Linked DNA regions of Muntiacus reevesi: region 2 is linked to region 1. A link is a contact called in public Hi-C data. All regions are on one chromosome and are shown on one strand. Each heading gives the region's core, a stretch centred on a gene start, on an enhancer-like site or on the middle of the called end of the contact. The rest is flanking DNA. Distances are from core to core; before and after follow the strand shown.

The links. Hi-C and Micro-C count contacts between places; a contact is called where the count stands out from the background.
Region 2: a Hi-C map of blood shows a contact between it and region 1, with 6 times the contacts expected there. The contact joins the promoter of CASP8AP2 here to the promoter of BACH2 in region 1. A contact is called at or near these places in 2 of 3 Hi-C or Micro-C datasets (blood and muscle).

Annotation. Positions count from the first base shown.
Region 1 is chr19:56,016,781-56,019,480 of mMunRee1.1, forward strand. BACH2 (BTB domain and CNC homolog 2) reads left to right here and starts at 1,323. Exons shown (of 7, transcript XM_065911689.1): 1 at 1,323-1,446.
Region 2 is chr19:56,439,969-56,442,668 of mMunRee1.1, forward strand. It overlaps CASP8AP2 (caspase 8 associated protein 2), which reads right to left and starts at 1,446. Exons shown (of 11, transcript XM_065911470.1): 1 at 1,385-1,446.

The DNA.
Region 1 (2,700 bases), core at 73-2,572:
GTAGAGCGAGCCAAAGTTTTATAATCTTCATTAAAAACCAGCACCGCATGCAATAATACAGAATACCGCCTGTACACAAGGGGGCCAAGTTATAGGTGCTCGGGGAAACGTGGCAGAATTTCTTGGCCCTGGCAGGCGTAAAGTTGCAGGCACCAGCACTGTACTAACACAACCCCCTTTAATTGCAAATGTTCCTTCAGTCGAAGTCCTAATTACTTTCTGTAAAACCCTAACCACCATCAAGCTTTCTTCCGACAGGGCGGCCGCGCGCTGGCCTTCAGGCGCAGCAGCAACACCCTGGCGGCCTCTGGAGTGGGCGGCGGGCAGGGGGCTGGACCCCAGCAGGACTGGGGAGGCAGCCGCGAGGCAGGCTCCTGGGTGAGCTTCGCCATCGCACGCGCCCCTTTCCAACCCTGGCGTGCGGACTCAGGGGCCACCTCGGTGGGACAGGCGGAGGCCCTCCTGGAAAGGATTGCAAACTCAGTGTCAACCTTAGGTCAGAAGCTACTCTTTCTCACCCCGTCTGCTCCCAACAGGGGGACCGGTCAGCTTTGAGCGGCGCATCTTTTCCTGCCCCTTCTTGGGAAACCGCCAGCAAGCCCGGAATCCCAGGTCTCGAGGTCCCACTCCCCTTCCAGGGTCGGGCGCCCCGGCTCTGCCCGCTCCGCACGTGCCACACCAGCCATCACCTCTCCAACCTCCCCTCTCGCCCCCAGTCCCGGCCTTTCGAGGCCCCTGGGCGAGTCGCCGGCCAGGCCGGACCCAGCCAGGCGGCCAGGAGGGCCAGGAGCAGGGGGCCCTGCAGGCCGCGCGGCCGCACAAAGCGGGGAGAGCGGCGGCGGCGGCGGCGGCGTGAGGCGCGCCCCCTCCCGCGAGCAGGCCGAGCGCGCGCCCGCCCCGTGCCCCTCCGCCCCAGCCCCGAGCGCCATTCGCGGAGCGGCTTACGCTAGTCGCCGGGCGTACGGCGCCCCAGCGGCCGGGGAGGTGCGCTGCCCGGCTCCCGTAAAGTTATTGTGAATGGGGAGCGGGTGACGTCAGCGCCGAATGTCAACAATGTAGCGATTGAGAGTGTGGGCGTTCCGGGGAGAGCGCGAGCCGCGCGGCGCGGAGCAGACAGCGCCGAGCAGCCGCCGCCTCGCCAGCAGCGGCCGCGGCCACCGTGCACGCCGGCTGCGGTCGCAGCAGCGCTGAAGCCAGCGCCCGCCGCCGCCCTCGCCGCCCGCCTGCCCCTCCGCGGCCGCCGGGCTCTCGCCTTCGCCCCGGCCTCCCCTCCCCCTTCCCGCCACTCTCGGGGGGCTGGGGCGCGCTGCCATGTGATGCGCCCCCTCTCCGCGGGCTTTCGGTGACCCCCACCCCGCCCCGATCCGCCGACCGCCGGGAGGGGGCTGCGGGCCGGGAGGACGCGGGCAGGAGCAGACGGAGAGGAACGCAAAGTTCTCCGGCGAGGTGAGTCCGTGGCCCGCGGGTCCCGGGCCCCGCGGCCGGGCGAGTTGGCCGGGGAGGGGGCGCGGGGGAGCGGGCTCGCCCGGCTGGCGGGGAGGCGTGCGGAAGCGGCGCGGGAAGGAGCCGCGGCTGCCGGGCGCGCACGCAGCCGCCAGCCGAGCGCCCTGCCCGCCTTGATGGCATTTTCTAGGAACGGGAAGGGGGTGGGAGCGGAGCGGGCGGACGCACGGCTCCGGCCGTGCGCTCTCTCGCCCGGCTGTTTACGGCGGGCGAGGCGGCATTGTATTTTGCTCGCGTCGACGGGTGTTTTGGAACGGCAGGGGGAGGAGGAGCAGAGGGTAATAAGTCAGGCGTGGGGAGGGCGGGCTGGAGGGAGGCGCGCGTCCGCGCGACCGGAGCAGCTGTCAGACCCACGGCCCTGCGCTCGGGCCCCCGGCCCGCGATCGCGGTGCCAGGCCGGGCGGCCTCCTCCCAGCTCGCGGCGTCGGCGCCCGGGGCTGCTCCGCGAAGCTTTGCGCTCGGCTGTCAGCCGCCGCCGGGTAGCTGAGACTACAGCGACAGGCGGGGTATCAAAGCCCAAGTTTAGGGTCCCGGGAAGAGGCAGCCCAGGGACTCTCAGCGCAGACCTCGGGCTGCGCGCTGGGTACGATCGCTACTAGCCAAGGACCGGGTCATTGGCATGAGTCCCGGGGAGCTCGAACCGAGGGGCTCGTGCCTTCAGACAGGAAAATCTTGCACCTTCCTCTTCCACGATTCTGCATGAAATCAAAGTGCAACACACACACCTTCTTCTCCCTGCCTGCACTTCAGCCTGCACCCCCCTTTGGGCTCCACCTAGGAGAGGAGTTTATCCAGGGGACACCTCCCCGCCGCGCCTCGCAGAGGCGCCCTGTGGGGTCTCGCAGTTTCTCTGCTCTCACCGCTGAGTGCTCAGGACCCGAGCCCCCATGGAGAGGGAGGCGGTTGGCGCTCCTTGGACTACCCTGGCTGCCCGCGAGAGGGGACCCGAGTGAGCACCTAGGCGACCTCGGTTTGGCCGGGGATTTGCAAGAACTCGGGGCCGTGGGAGGAAGCGGGCAGGGCCGGGTGTGTGCGCGTGAAAGGACCGCGCGCCCCAGGCTTCCAGGGTCGCGGGCGCGCGAGGTATCTGCAGCACCGTCTCGCATGCAGCGAGTTTGATAACTTGGGAAGTTCCCGCACCGCCGTCAGCGGGTTTTGTCTGTGGCCGGAGAAGGAGCGCTTCGCAATTAGCCGGTC
Region 2 (2,700 bases), core at 196-2,695, 420 kb after region 1:
AAGAAAAGAGTCGCAAGCTCACTCATAATCTTTTGAGGAACAATCCCAATGAATTCAAATGTGAAGGCAAAGCAGATGAGAGAAGGATCACCTAGGCTTTTGTGATAGGATGTCTTTAAGAGACAGTCTGAAGGAGGTTTCCTTTAAGAAAAAAAAAAATCAAGGGAATGAAATTAACATTTGTAGAGAAAAACAAAAATATCTGTAGACAAATAGTCAGGGGAGAGGGAAAGGGTATCTTTAGGCTCACAGGAAAGGCTTAATCAAATATAGCAAGATCCCTAAAATGATGTACGGGGAAAAGAATAACAAACACCATATATACTGTACCCTATGTGCCAGCCACTGACCTAAATGCTCTTAAATACATTATTAATTTATCTTAAATCCTCCCAAAGTCCTATGAGGTACAGACTATTATTTTTTCCAATTTACAGATGCAGAAATAGATAAGAGAAATTTGCCTCAAGGTCCAACAGCTGGTAAAGGGAGACCTGGGATTAGAACCCAACTGTCTCTAAAGCCAGATGACAAAACCAAGAATATTCATTAGAGAGAAGAATATAAAAAAAAAATTTTTTTAATGGGTGATCTCTTGCAAAATGGCAAGAAACGCTAGAACTAATTGGGGTAGAGGGACTCTTCCCCTGAAGGCCTCTGTCCCCCCTCCAATCAAAAGAGCCCTGAGTGAGATGGAGGAGGAGCCTTCAAGACAGACAAGGTTTGGAGCTGGAGCTGTAAAGAATGGGAAAGAGCAGGGAAGAATCAGAATCAATGGCAAGTTGATGTCTGAAGCGCAAATCTTGACACTCTACGAATTATACATTCACATCTGACTTAGGATCTACTCTGTGTTAGGAAAAGAGTCTTATACCTGTAGAGATTAAGGTAAACAACTTCTCTGGGTATAACAGTGGCCGAAACAAACAAACTACATCAATGATCACCAGACACAGGAAAGACCCACTCCTCCAGAGAATCGCATCCGAACGAGTACATTCCAAGGAGAGATAGGTTTTGGGGGGGGAGGGGAAGGAAGAATGGTCGAAAGGACAATTCCAAGGAGAGAGAGGTTTTGGAGGGGAGGGGCAGGAAGAGTGGTCGAAAGGACAATTCCTACCTGCGCTAGTCCTCGCCCCCGCCACCTCCCGAATTCTCTCGAAGGACCATAGAGGGATCTGAAGTGAAAGCCCAGAAGCTGCATCCGAGGAACGCGGCTTCCTGGGGGCCCCGGACATCAGACGCACGCCAACCCCCACCGACTCCGCTGCTCCCTTCAACTCCCTGGATCCCCGGACGCAGTCATCCTCCGCTACGGGGACTACCGCGCCATGCAAACTCTTCCCAGAAGCTCCGCGCAGACCGGACCCCCAGAAGAACTTACCCGCCCCGCCTGGCCCAAAGCAGCCTGGGATCCTCTCTGGACACCCTGGTCTCCCTGCATCTCCACCAATGCCAGCTCGCTACTAGCACCCGGAGGCGGGACTGAGCGCCCACGGCCAATCGGATCGGACGCAAAGCACGTCCTCGGCGCACATTAATAGTTCCCGCCTTTGGGAGGGATTAAAAAAAGCACGGTTGGCGCCAAACTCGCGTGTTTGAGGCAGAGGGGCGGGGCCTGCCCTGGCGGGGAAGAAGGGGCGGGGCTTCGCTATGGAAGGGGCAGAACCTTGGCTGAGGTGGGGCGGGGTCCGGGAGCTCCTTCATGAAAGGGAAAAGCAATAGTTGAGAAGGCACTGTCATTTACTTAGGTCTTTGTTCTGTTAATTCGACTAATTTATTTGGTTCTGTGTTCAGTTAATTCGACTGGTTGCCAACCGCGTGCCGGACAGGCGCTGGGCGCTGAAGTGATGACGACGAGTAAGGCTGTTGTGCGCTGCCCTCAGACGCTTGACTGCAGGCTAAGCAGTTTACCCCGGGGAGCTGGTACCGAGGGGGTACCAGTCAAGTGGGATGGGAGAGAGAGCAGCGCTTTTTAGAGTCAGGCTACCAGAATTATCTCTTAGAACTTGCGGGCATCAGAGGCACCTGTAGGGTCTAACCCCCAGAGGCTGGCCCTGTGCCACTGACCGGTGGGGAAATAAAGCCAGCTTTCGCTGCTACCTCATCTAGAGATGTGATCTTGAGCCCTAGTCCTTTCCTCCTGTTTGTCCATTTTAACAGCTTGCGACTGTCATTAACAATTTATTGTATATTTTAAAGTTTTTCAAAAAGTCCTCATTTGGGTGAATATATTTAGAAAGAATACTGGTTTCCTAGACTCTCCCCATGGAGAAGGCGAGGGTACCCCACTCCAGTACTCTTGCCTGAAAAATCCCATGGGTGGAGGAGCCTGGTAGGCTGCAGTCCTTGCGGTCGCGAAGATTCGGACACGACTGAGCGACTTCACTTTCACTCTTCATTTTCTAGCATTGGAGAAGGAAACGGCAACCCACTCCAGTGTTTTTGGCTGGGGAATCCCAGGGACGTGGGAACCTGGTGGGCTGCCGTCTATGGGGTCGCACAGAGTCGGACACAACTGAAGTGACTTAGCAGCAGCAGACTCTTCCCCAACCACCGTCGCTTCTGAAGAGAAGTTAGCCAGGTAGCTTTCCAGGTAGTGGAAACTGGAAGGGTAGAAGGTGTGCAATCACAAGGCATACGTCGTTGCTTTAACATAAAAGGGTGAGGTGAGGCTGGGGAGAGAGGCTTGGATCAGAC